Regions from separate parts of the Mus musculus genome. Here region 2 is linked to region 1. Evidence: chromatin contacts called from public HiChIP or PLAC-seq data. All regions are on one chromosome and are shown on one strand. The core of a region is the stretch at or near the end of the contact, and the rest is flanking DNA. Distances in the headings are between cores, read along the strand shown.

The links. HiChIP or PLAC-seq counts read pairs in DNA pulled down with a chosen protein or histone mark.
Region 2: a FOXA1 HiChIP or PLAC-seq map of pancreatic cancer cells shows a contact between it and region 1. The contact joins two enhancer-like sites. A contact is called at or near these places in 1 of 39 promoter capture datasets (pre-B cells), 1 of 484 Hi-C or Micro-C datasets (the G1E-ER4 cell line) and 1 of 115 datasets of contacts at active chromatin or transcription factors (pancreatic cancer cells).

What each region holds. Positions count from the first base shown.
Region 1 is chr3:122,469,642-122,474,709 of GRCm38.p6, forward strand. The region is part of intron 3 of Bcar3 (breast cancer anti-estrogen resistance 3); the gene reads left to right. Among named protein-coding and RNA genes, the nearest start is that of Gm34349, 8.1 kb to the right of the region's middle. Within about 2 kb of position 1,495, at least 60 of the 459 cell types and tissues checked have an H3K27ac peak or open chromatin away from gene starts, as enhancers often do. A contact at or near this core is called in pancreatic cancer cells, where this site is marked.
Region 2 is chr3:123,334,993-123,340,367 of GRCm38.p6, forward strand. It overlaps Sec24d (Sec24 related gene family, member D (S. cerevisiae)), which reads left to right. Exons shown (of 23, transcript NM_027135.2): 11 at 1,494-1,618. Among named protein-coding and RNA genes, the nearest start is that of Mettl14, 48 kb to the right of the region's middle. Within about 2 kb of position 4,054, at least 31 of the 459 cell types and tissues checked have an H3K27ac peak or open chromatin away from gene starts, as enhancers often do. A contact at or near this core is called in pancreatic cancer cells, where this site is marked.

The sequences.
Region 1 (5,068 bases), core at 245-2,744:
TTGGGTGTGCTTTTGGCGGTCAGTTTACTGGATCGTTTTGGTTAGATGCCTAAGAGACCCAGCTTCCACTGGTATGTGGTTTAAAAGGGCAGAAGTACTTTAGTAAGCAACTGTGTAAGATAATTACTGCTATCCTGCATGCTAATCTAGACCTTGGAGGGTGCCTCACCTGAGAGGTTAGACTCTGAAACCTCACCCGGCATCCTTTCTTCTCCGGTCTTTAAGGTCCATCTGTCTGTCTTGCAGTTTGAGTAGTGCTGTCGTGTGTAGGATATTTGAAGAATGTTGGTTCAAGGAGTTAGGTGGATCTCTCAAATGTTCACATGTCTCTTTGTATCCAATCAAAATGAGTTAGCCAATAGTCATCACTAATCTTCCCAGAAAAGTCATGAACGTGTAGATAAGCTATGAACTTCTTGGTGGTGAATACAAGTCCTTCAAAAATCCTAGTGTTCGACCGACAGCTCAAATCTTTGCTTTGGTAACAGACACTATTGGTTGTTTTCTTTGAAGAAACCACTCTGTTCATCCCTACCCCATCCCCAAAAACGTCTGCCAACTAAGTCCTCAAGTGGGAATAACCACAGGTTGTTAGTCTTTGTTAACTAAAGAATGCCGTTCCACGAGAGAGAGCAGCTCTTCAGTGGGTGATGCAGACCATTGGTTCCAGGCAGTCGCCGTGCCCGTATTCTGTGAGCCTTGACTCAATATAGAGAGTAAGTACTCCTCACAGTGTTGTCTACATCTTTTCTTACATACTGTGTGCTCGGGACGGTCAGGAGTGGAGACAGGATCAGTATAGCTGGCCCCTCTGCCTTGCTTCCTCTTAAGGAACCTGTTTCACCCAGCATAGGTTTCCCCCATCGGAGTGACTTGTTGACACAGCGTAACAGGCGACGAAAGTCTCAGTAGTATTATGAAAAGAAGCTTTAGTCTCCTGGACCTTGGACTTGGGGTTGGCCCGGCACTTAAGAACTGTAGAAATACTAAAACGTAAATAGCTCTTTGCTATTTATCTAAGTTGCCCCACACCCCATCTCAGCCTTAACTAACAATTGCGTTTATATTTAAAAACTGATTATTAATATAGAGAGATATTAACTTTTTATTTAAAATGAGAATATATTATGGAAATAACAGCTCTCAGACAGGGGCCTGTTCCTTACCACAGGGTGAGCTGTGAACCCTGTATAGCTCCTAACAGCGGAACATAACTAAATCATTAATCACTATATACTGCAAAGGGCTGGGCCAGAAGCCGTTGCTAATCTGTAATTACTTTATATTAAAGCTGTGCAAACCCAACTTTAGACGAGGCCAAGGCCCAATTTACAAAGATGCTATGCTTGGAGTTCCGTGCAGGCAAGGGATAAATTCATTTAGGGGGATGGATTTACGTGGGGCAGGCTGGAAAGGCACACTCTCCTGACCCATCCATTTTTATCAGCTGCCCAAGTGCACGCTTGCTCACTCCGTGTGTGGATGAGCTGGCCAGCCTCCATGCCTTTCTCTCTGGAAATGAGATAAGGATGTGTCAGACCCTGGGAATGAGAACATACTGTTTGGCCCTCTGAGGCAATTTCCCAGTTCTCTCCAGATGGCATCTAATTGTTTCTTGAATGACCTCAGTGTCCAGGCTGCAGGAACCTGGTCCGAGAGGCCATTCCACATATTTATTAGCTTGTGGATGAGAACTTACTGCATAAAGCCTCCATTCACCCTCTCCAAAGAGCTTTCTGTGCAGAAGAAGCTGCGAAGCTGATGGACCGCTTCCTGTGCCCCAAGGCTCCAGCTGGGCTCTGGTCTTTCCCAGGCCCAGGTGGCTGTGTTAGGATCGGGGTGTGTGTGCTCAGTTGAATTCATCCTGTGTGGACTCTCATCTCTGTGTCCTCCTGGTCTTTACAGAAGCGGCCTGGATCTGAGCAGAGCCAAGGCGGTGCGAGCTGAGAATTACCTCATTTTGCCTCGCTTCCTCCCAGTTTGGAATCCCAGGTTGCTTGCAGACTAAGAGACCAAGGCGATTATTTGGATTAAAATAAGAAAAGTCTGCCTTGGTTTCCTGTCTGCTGTTGAGATAAAACACTCTGGCTTAGGAGAGAAAGGTTTCATTTGACTTACAATGCCAGTTTATAGTCTGCTATTTCCAGGAAATCAAGGCAAGAATTTGAGGCAGCTGGTCACAACATGTCCAAGAACAGATAAAGGATAAAAAAATGCACACATGCCCACTTTCTCTCTACTCTTATACAATACAGGACCCAAATCCAAGGCGTGGTCCTGTCCACAGTGGGCTGGGCCTCCCACCTCAATTAATTTAATGAAGACAGTCCCCTCCAGGGATGGAGAGATGGCTCAGCGGTGAAGAGTGATTGCTGCCCTTGGCAGAGACTCAGGTTCAGTTCCCACCACTCACACAGCGGCTCGCAACAGCCTTAACTCCAGATCCAGGGGATCTTGCATCGTCTTTGGACTGCTGTGATCACTACATGCATGCGGCACATATACGTAACATACATCCAGACAGGACACCCACACTCATGAAATAAAAATAAATAATAAAACTCGAAAAATGGAAGAGAGACTCCCAGAGACATACATGTCTCAGAGCAACCCAATGTTGCCAAACCTCGTTAATCCTGACTTTCATCCCAGGTGATTTTAGAATGTATCAAGTTAACAGCTCTGTCACAAGTTCTAATCCAAACAGAGGATGGCAAAGCTGGCTCATTTTGTGTGTGTGTGTGTGTTGGGGGTGGGTATTGTGCCATTTCTCATGCCTGTGTGGGTGACTATTTGGGGAGCAGAGGATAGGTTCCCTACTTTTCTACATCTAAGATGAATAAAAACCACATCTCCAGAAATACATGTGCACGATTCTTATACATCCATCTGCCAAGGTGTTTGTGGACTTCAGTTTGAGAATCTCTACACAGCGCTCAGCGTTTCCTGGGCCCCTATTATATTTAGACGTCGTCACGCTGAATGTTGTGGTGACTATGAAGAAGAGATGGTTTCAAAGTCATTCTAACAGCTGTACCCGGGAGGCAGGGTGGAAGCTGGAGCTCGGAGCTGGGCATAAGGAAAGCCGTGGGAGGGAGAAGGAACTCCCCAAAGGCCCTGACGACTGAAAACCGGGGCTTCCAAGCCCTGAAACCCCAGCTGCAGAACACATCTAAGGGGGATCTGAATGTGTGTGGAGATGGTGTCAATTTCATGCCTTCAAGTTTTCCTCTTAGGTTTGACCACCAGAGGGGCTCCTGGCTTCTGGAAGTGGGTGGCTTTGCAAGATCTCTGAATCTGGTCCAATAGCCAAACGGCCTTTAAGAAATGCCCTCAGGGGGCTGGTGAGATGGCTCAGTGGGTAAGAGCACCCGACTGCTCTTCCGAAGGTCCAGAGTTCAAATCCCAGCTTGTGATGGTTGTGATGGTGGCTCACAACCATCCGTAATGAGGTCTGACTCCCTCTTCTGGAGTGTCTGAAGACAGCTACAGTGTACTTATATATAATAAAAATAAATAAATTTAAAAATGTCCTCAAGAAGTTTTAAGATAGTAGATCATGCCAGGGCCTGCTAAGGGGAAGTTGTAAGATGTTGGTTCACAGTTGCGCCTAGGCTGGGAGGGTGCTGTGCATGGCTCAAAGGTCACACTCCTACTCAGTGACACAGAACATCCTAGTTCCAATCTCCTTCTCCTCCCTAAAGGCAAACCATGTCTTCTCTATCCCAGAAAACTCAGGACAACTCAGTTCTTCCACATGTAAGTCCCTGGAGTAGACTGAGGAAGACCGTTCATTTCCACCTGCTGCTGACGCACCAGCGAAGAGCCCTGTTATTAACCGGGAAAATCATATACATGGCTTCATGCAGCGTCAGCCCGTGTCGGCTCCTTTTTAGCGTCTCTCAGACGCAGAGATGGCACACAAGCCTGCAGCGGTGTGCCCAACACGGTGTGCTAGCCAACACCTTGAACTTAAGCTCAACTTCATTGTCATTGACATTTTAAGAAAACATTTTAGGAAAACAAGTTTTAAGGACACACTGTTCCATCTCCTTTACTCCCAAGCTTGATAAAGGGTCCGGTGATTGGGTTAATCTCAAATTTGAATCTCAGGATAAGCGATCCTGTAAACTTAACCTGTTGATACAAAGTAGTAAACTTCCTTCTGGGAAGGGCCCGGGTGGAGCAGTCTTTGCTGCTGCTCCTTCTGGGAAGTAGAACACCCCAGGGCTGCTAGTCTCTTGTGTCTGCCTCTCTCAGCGCAGAAGCTGTGTTTTCTCAGGTCAGCTTTGTGCACGGATCACACAGTGGAAGCCTAGCCTTCCGGTCTTCCCATTCAAAAGGAAAAGGAGAGCTTCCTCCTCAATTCCAGTTTGAAAAATCCCAGGGAAGCTCTCAGGTTCATCTCAGGTTGGTCATATGTTCACCCTCAGACAGCTCACTGTCCAGTACTCTGACTGGATTACACATCCAGCTCGCAAGGGTGAAGACACATGCTATCTAGTAACTGAGCTATTGAGAAGCACTGAATTAGGTTGTTAGGTCCGCTGTCAACAAGCAGTCACTGATAAGCAGGAGGCAGGAGACACTCCCCCACCCCCACTCTCTAGGGCTGCCAGCTCTGAGAGTTGTAAGGTTACAGGAAGTCTGCTAAGTGACTGAGCCCACATCAGAAAAGGGGCAGGCTTATTCGTCAGTCCAGCCAATGGGAGAAAAGGACAGGAAGTTCTCCTAGTCAGGGAACTTCTAAAGATGCCCTCTTATGCCAAATCAACGTACCAGTCGTCTCTGCCCTTTCTCTGCTGTGTCTCCCTGTCTGCAGCATTATATATTAAAAGACGGTTTCGTTCTCACTAGTCTCTTGAATTTGTTATGATCATATTTCCAACACCACCATCTGGTATTTACACTTTTCCCCATAAATGTTTTAGGATCATAGTAGGCTATTTTTCTAATTATCTCTGTCTTCTTGGGATACACATATACTGTGTTGACACATGACTGCTAAACTCTGCAGATATTCCTCCCCATACCCTTTTCCATCTTCTTAAAACCTGTACACAGCTCT
Region 2 (5,375 bases), core at 2,804-5,303, 870 kb after region 1:
CCAAATTCTGCGTCAGGTCTGTCATGTTGTTTGCCGTCACTGATAGAAACCGGAAGGCCATGTGGTTAGGAGGAAGTAGAGGTTAACTTTACGCATGCTGAAAACAAGCCTTAGTGACTGAAGGATTCCTAAGGAGAAAAGCTGGCTAGAGTTACGAAGAATGACTCACAGTGAGTGTCCAGGAGAATACAAGAATAATAAACCACCATTGGGATTGCCATAAAGAGGTGTTGCGTTAACTAATGATAACAGTTGCCAGTTTCACTGCTGGAATCCATATCATGGAGTGGAGGAGATGAGACTTGGAAGTTATCCAAGCTCTCCCATTCCTTGGCTGTTCTGATTTTGGATCGGAAAAGTGACATTTTCAGATTGCTTTTTAAATCTTATGAGTTCTTATTTGAAATGGAGTATTTTACTAGAACCATATTATGTCTAACCTTATAGGAGATAAAGACTCAATCAGAGAGCATTTATAATTCTCACCATCTAGCTATATAGGAGTTGAACTACGTTTTAATTTTAGAACATTTTTATGCTTTATTATCAGAGGAAACACTGTTGGTCTTGGGTCTTTACTCGCTAGTGGAGGTCACTGATCATATTTGCCTGTGGCTTTCTTTTCTAAACACTTTATAAATCCCAGTTGAAGGATTGTTTCCTTATGAGCTGTTTGGCCACCAGCCAGATTAATAGTGAGTGCGCACTGTCCTGACAGCTGCTTGATGTTACAGTGAGTGTTGCAAGGACACAGGGAAAGGGGGCATTTTTCTTTACCACAGATGTGAAGTAGGTTTTGGAAGTATTTTATAATGTACATTTTTAAGGTATGCAGTTAAATCATAATAGATATTCCCATATCTGTAGTTGAGCATGGTTATTACAGGTTGTATTCCTGTAATCCCTTAGATGAGAGGATTGACTGTGTGTTTGAAGCCAGCCTGGGCTACACAGCAAGACCTTGCCTTAAAAAGAAACAAATCATACATATATATGTTTCTTTTATATATATATATATATATATATATATCCAAAGGAACTCATAAGAGAATATATCTGAAAATCATGATATTCCCATTAATAGAGCTTGGTTACAGCTTCCAAAAGAAATGTATACTCCTTTGTAGCATTCCTTCTCAGGGGCCCAAATGCATTCCCTCTGTAAGGGAGTGTGCTACATGCAGGGCTGGCTCAATACTTGACTTCCCTTCAGCAGTCATGGGAGGAGAGTCTCTGGAGATAAAAAAGCAAACCATTTCTGTTAAATATAATAGAAAGTTCATGTCATAACGTGGAAAATAAACAGGCTATTTTTAAAAAAAATCTTTTTATAGTGGTGGGGTATTGGGGTTCCTAGAAAGTTATTTGATCCACAGATGTTATAGCCTAGGTATTGAATGAAGCATCTGATAGTCTTCTAGCATTTGTTTATGTTTGATTATGAGGTATGCTTGCCTTGTATCGACTTCTGTGATGTGCTTGCTTCCCTGCAGAAGAATAAACCTCCCAGCCCACCAGCCTTCATCTTCATGATTGATGTCTCATATAGTAACATAAAGAATGGCCTCGTCAAGCTCATATGTGAAGAGCTGAAGACCGCGCTGAAGCGGCTACCCAAGTAAGGATGCTTGCTGCTGGCCTCCTGTGAATTACACCGTGTCACTGAGCTGAGCAGACTGGCTGATTAATATCGTTTGCTAATGAGAACATTATAGTCAGTTATAAATCAAACTACACCATTCTTTGGGGGTATTTAAAATGTCAGAGTGGATGTTTATAGAAAGAAAAGAAAATAGGAGAAAGAAAAAAAAAACAATGGTAGATAAATGAAACATCTCAAAGATACTTTATAAATTACAGGAGAATCCCAACTGTGTGTATGTGTGTGTGTGTGTGTGTGTGTGTGTGTGTGTGTGTGTGTGTGTAGGGGAGAAGTTTGGAAGCCTGTTCCACAAAAGCTGGCAGTTGCTGATAGTGGTGGAGTCCAAGGGTCCCAGAAAACTGAGCAGTTGTCATAGGAGAGAATGGAATCTTTTTAGCCAAATTCCCCTCTGCTCTTGTGATGCGACCAAGCTCCACACTGCTGCTTGTGTGTCCTGGCTTAGCAGTGTGAAGGAAGCCCCTGTCTCTGTCATTTCAGAGGTTCCCCATTCACCTGTAGCTGAGCAGGCGGCCACACCCTGCTGTGGTCCCTTCACTGCTGAGCTGCTTTTAAAAAGCTGGCTGGCCTGTAGCCTGCTTCAGGATGGAAAGGGGAAATAAAACTGATAGCAATTTTAACCGTAAAAATCTAATTGTATGCGTGCATAGCTGACATTACATTTGACAGAAAAAAAGAAAACAGATTTGCTTCGAAAGGTGAGTGAGGGGTTGCACATTTTTTTAAAAAATATAAATAAAAGAGAGGTTTGAAAAATTACAGGAAGTAGCTAATAGCATCCTTTCATTTTTCTCTATGGTCTCTCCTACTAAAACTGATATCATGGCTAGGTTTTTGTTGTCTCTGTGTACAAGCTAGCTGTTTGGGGCTGGAGCTAACACCTAGCATAGAGACAGGGGAGTAGGCCCTGAAGAGAGGATGGGGAGGCCAGGACCTGCTGTGCACCCCACACCTTCTCCCCATGGTGCTGAGCCATGGGGAGCAACATCTGGTCTGGACAGGGGTGTTTAGGTAAGGAGGCATTCTTTACCCATGGCGCTTCTTGGCCTCTGAATGCCTACCCCTCTGTAGTCTTTCCACCAGAATTGATGCTTTGTCTATGAGAAACTTGGACATGTGGGCTCTGGACCACCCCGGAGTGGTTTTGTTTGTGTCTGTTAAGATGAACTCATAATATTGTTGAGATGGTTTGTAACACGGGGAGGATGTTTGAAAAACACTGAGGTGACTTCAGACTGGCCTGAGGTGAAAAGCGAGCTGGGACCAGCTGCAGGTGGTGAGCAGAGGCCCCCATGCCTCAGAACTGCTGTGTCTCATGTTTTCAGAGTGACTCGAGAAGGATGGATTTTCCTGTTAGATAGTATGTGCTTCTTCGTGGGACTCTCCCATGGGCTGCTTTAAGTTCAAATCTGAGTTTTGCATTTAGTTTGTAAGAAACTGAGCCACCACACCAGTTTCTGAAAGCGGACTCTCCTTTTATAGTCCCTCACTAAGCCTAGCCTGCCTTCACCAACAGACACTCCCCAAGCCCTGGTTACCAGGGCAGTGGTGTGAAGTTTGCAGCATGGTGGTCTGAGATCTGAAAGCGCACATTCCACGTTCTCTCTATAACCAAACCCCCTGAAGCTCCTATGTGCGACTTTGGCAGAAGACTAGAGAGACAAGTTGAAGGCTACAGCTAGTTGCTCTCAACTCTGTTCAGATCTCTCAGAACTATACCATTTCTAGCTAAGTGGCTTCATTTTTAAAAAGATCCCTGGTGGCTTTCTGTCTGAAATTTGTCTTGGTCTCTGTGCCCTGTCAATTCGATTTCTCCTTTTGTACTAAAGCAAGCAATATTTTATTTTTAACATGTCAGACAACAGTCTGCGTGTGCTTGGTGTTCTAAAATGTTCTGAGTCTTCGAAAAAGAGAAGGTCCTTTCCCTCCTGTTTGAATTGTATCTGGCCTTGTAAAGTTTCTAGATTTCCTGACTCTTTTGGAACGAGGAGGAAAATCTTTAAAATCACTCACTGGTTATTCATATCAAAGTATTGGGTTATTTTGACTTTTTGTCTGTTTTCAATGTTGATAAATTAGAATATTAGAGATGGGGCTGGCAGGATGGCTCAGCTGGTAAGCACTTGCCTTCATTTCCCTTTCCTTTCTTTCATTTCAAGTGCGAGAGCCTGAGCTCAGTTAGTAAGAATGCCACACCCCTTGACTGGCAGCCAATCTAGCATAATTGTCGAGATTATGGCCGAAGAGAGGCTTTGCCTCAAAGGATGTGGATAAAGTCCTGAGGGTGACATCCTGCGCTGTCTGCTGGCCTTCATACGCTCATAAAAGTACACAGTCAGTACGAAAGAAAGCAACTGTTTAGAAAGGTTAAAGATTCATGAGTTTGGAATTTTGTGGCTTATCTAACGTTTGCAGTATCACCCAGCCAGATTTACGCCATCACACAGGCTGGCTGCAGTGAGAGAGGGCGGCTGAGAAGCAGGAGAGTAAGTAAGGCCCGTGAATCCCCGACATCTTCATGAATTACAGAGCCCTTCCCGTCCCCACAGACAGAGAGCCCTTCCTGTCCCCATGTAGAATCCTTTATATACCCTAAAAAATTAAACAAAATTAGTCATGTGACTCTCAAAATTATACAGAACTAATGTGGTAAGGCAGAGTCTCTTCATGTGGTATAATTTATATGTTACAGGGTTGAGGAAATTTTAGGGCAGTTATAACATTGAAGGAAAGTTTTTTTTTTTTTTTTTTGTTTTTTTGACAGTTTTGTGTTTGTTCCTCAAAATAAAAAGCCTCGAGTCTGTGGAGATGAGTGATAACGGATGTGAGATGTTCTGATTAGATGCTTTGTAAAAAGGTTAATTTAGATCTTCAGTGATCTCTGTGGATCCCAGCCTGCTCCTCCCATCCAGAATGTGCCCAAATCCAGTGAGAGTGAGCGGTGTCAGTCTGGAGGAGTGTGTGTATGTGCATGCGTGTGTGTGTGTGTGTGTGTGTGTGTGTGTGTGTGTGTGTGTGTGTTGCTTTATTCGATTCCATTTTAACTATGAAAAGAGAATCAGTCACTCATGATTTATCAGACGTTTTTCCTTGTGTGATGAGAGGTTGCTGGGAGACAAAGGTGAACGAATGATGTCCTGGTGAACTGTTGGTCAGATAAACTCGTGCCTTGTAGCATTTGTTTATTGCACACGTCAGTATTTCTAGCCAGGCTGATTTTAAACCTGAGTTGCACCATCATGGCTTGCTTTGGACTTCTATTCCAAAAGCAGCAGAGAGAAGGCCTTTATTTTGGCTCGCAGCTTAAGGATATACAACTCCATGGCAGAGGAGGGAAGTTGGTTACATCGCATCTGCAGTCTAGAAGTAGCAAGAATGAATACCGCTATACAGCACTCTGGAGCCTCTCCCCCTCCCCCTCCCCCCTTCCCTCCTCTCCCTCTCCCCCTCCCTCAGGAATTGTTTTTAATTATGAGTATGTGCACATGTTCCCAAAGGCTTCTATAGAAAAGAACTTCAGATTTCCCTGTAGCTGGACTTACAGGAAATTGTGCTTGACGTGGGTGCTGGGAACTGAACTCAGGTCCTCTGCAAGACTGCTACATGCTCTAACCACTGAGCCATCTCTCCAGCCAAGCTTTGTCTTTTTTTTTTTTATCCAGTCTAGGACACCCCCACTCTTCCCAAGGAATATTACTCCCCACATTCAGGATGA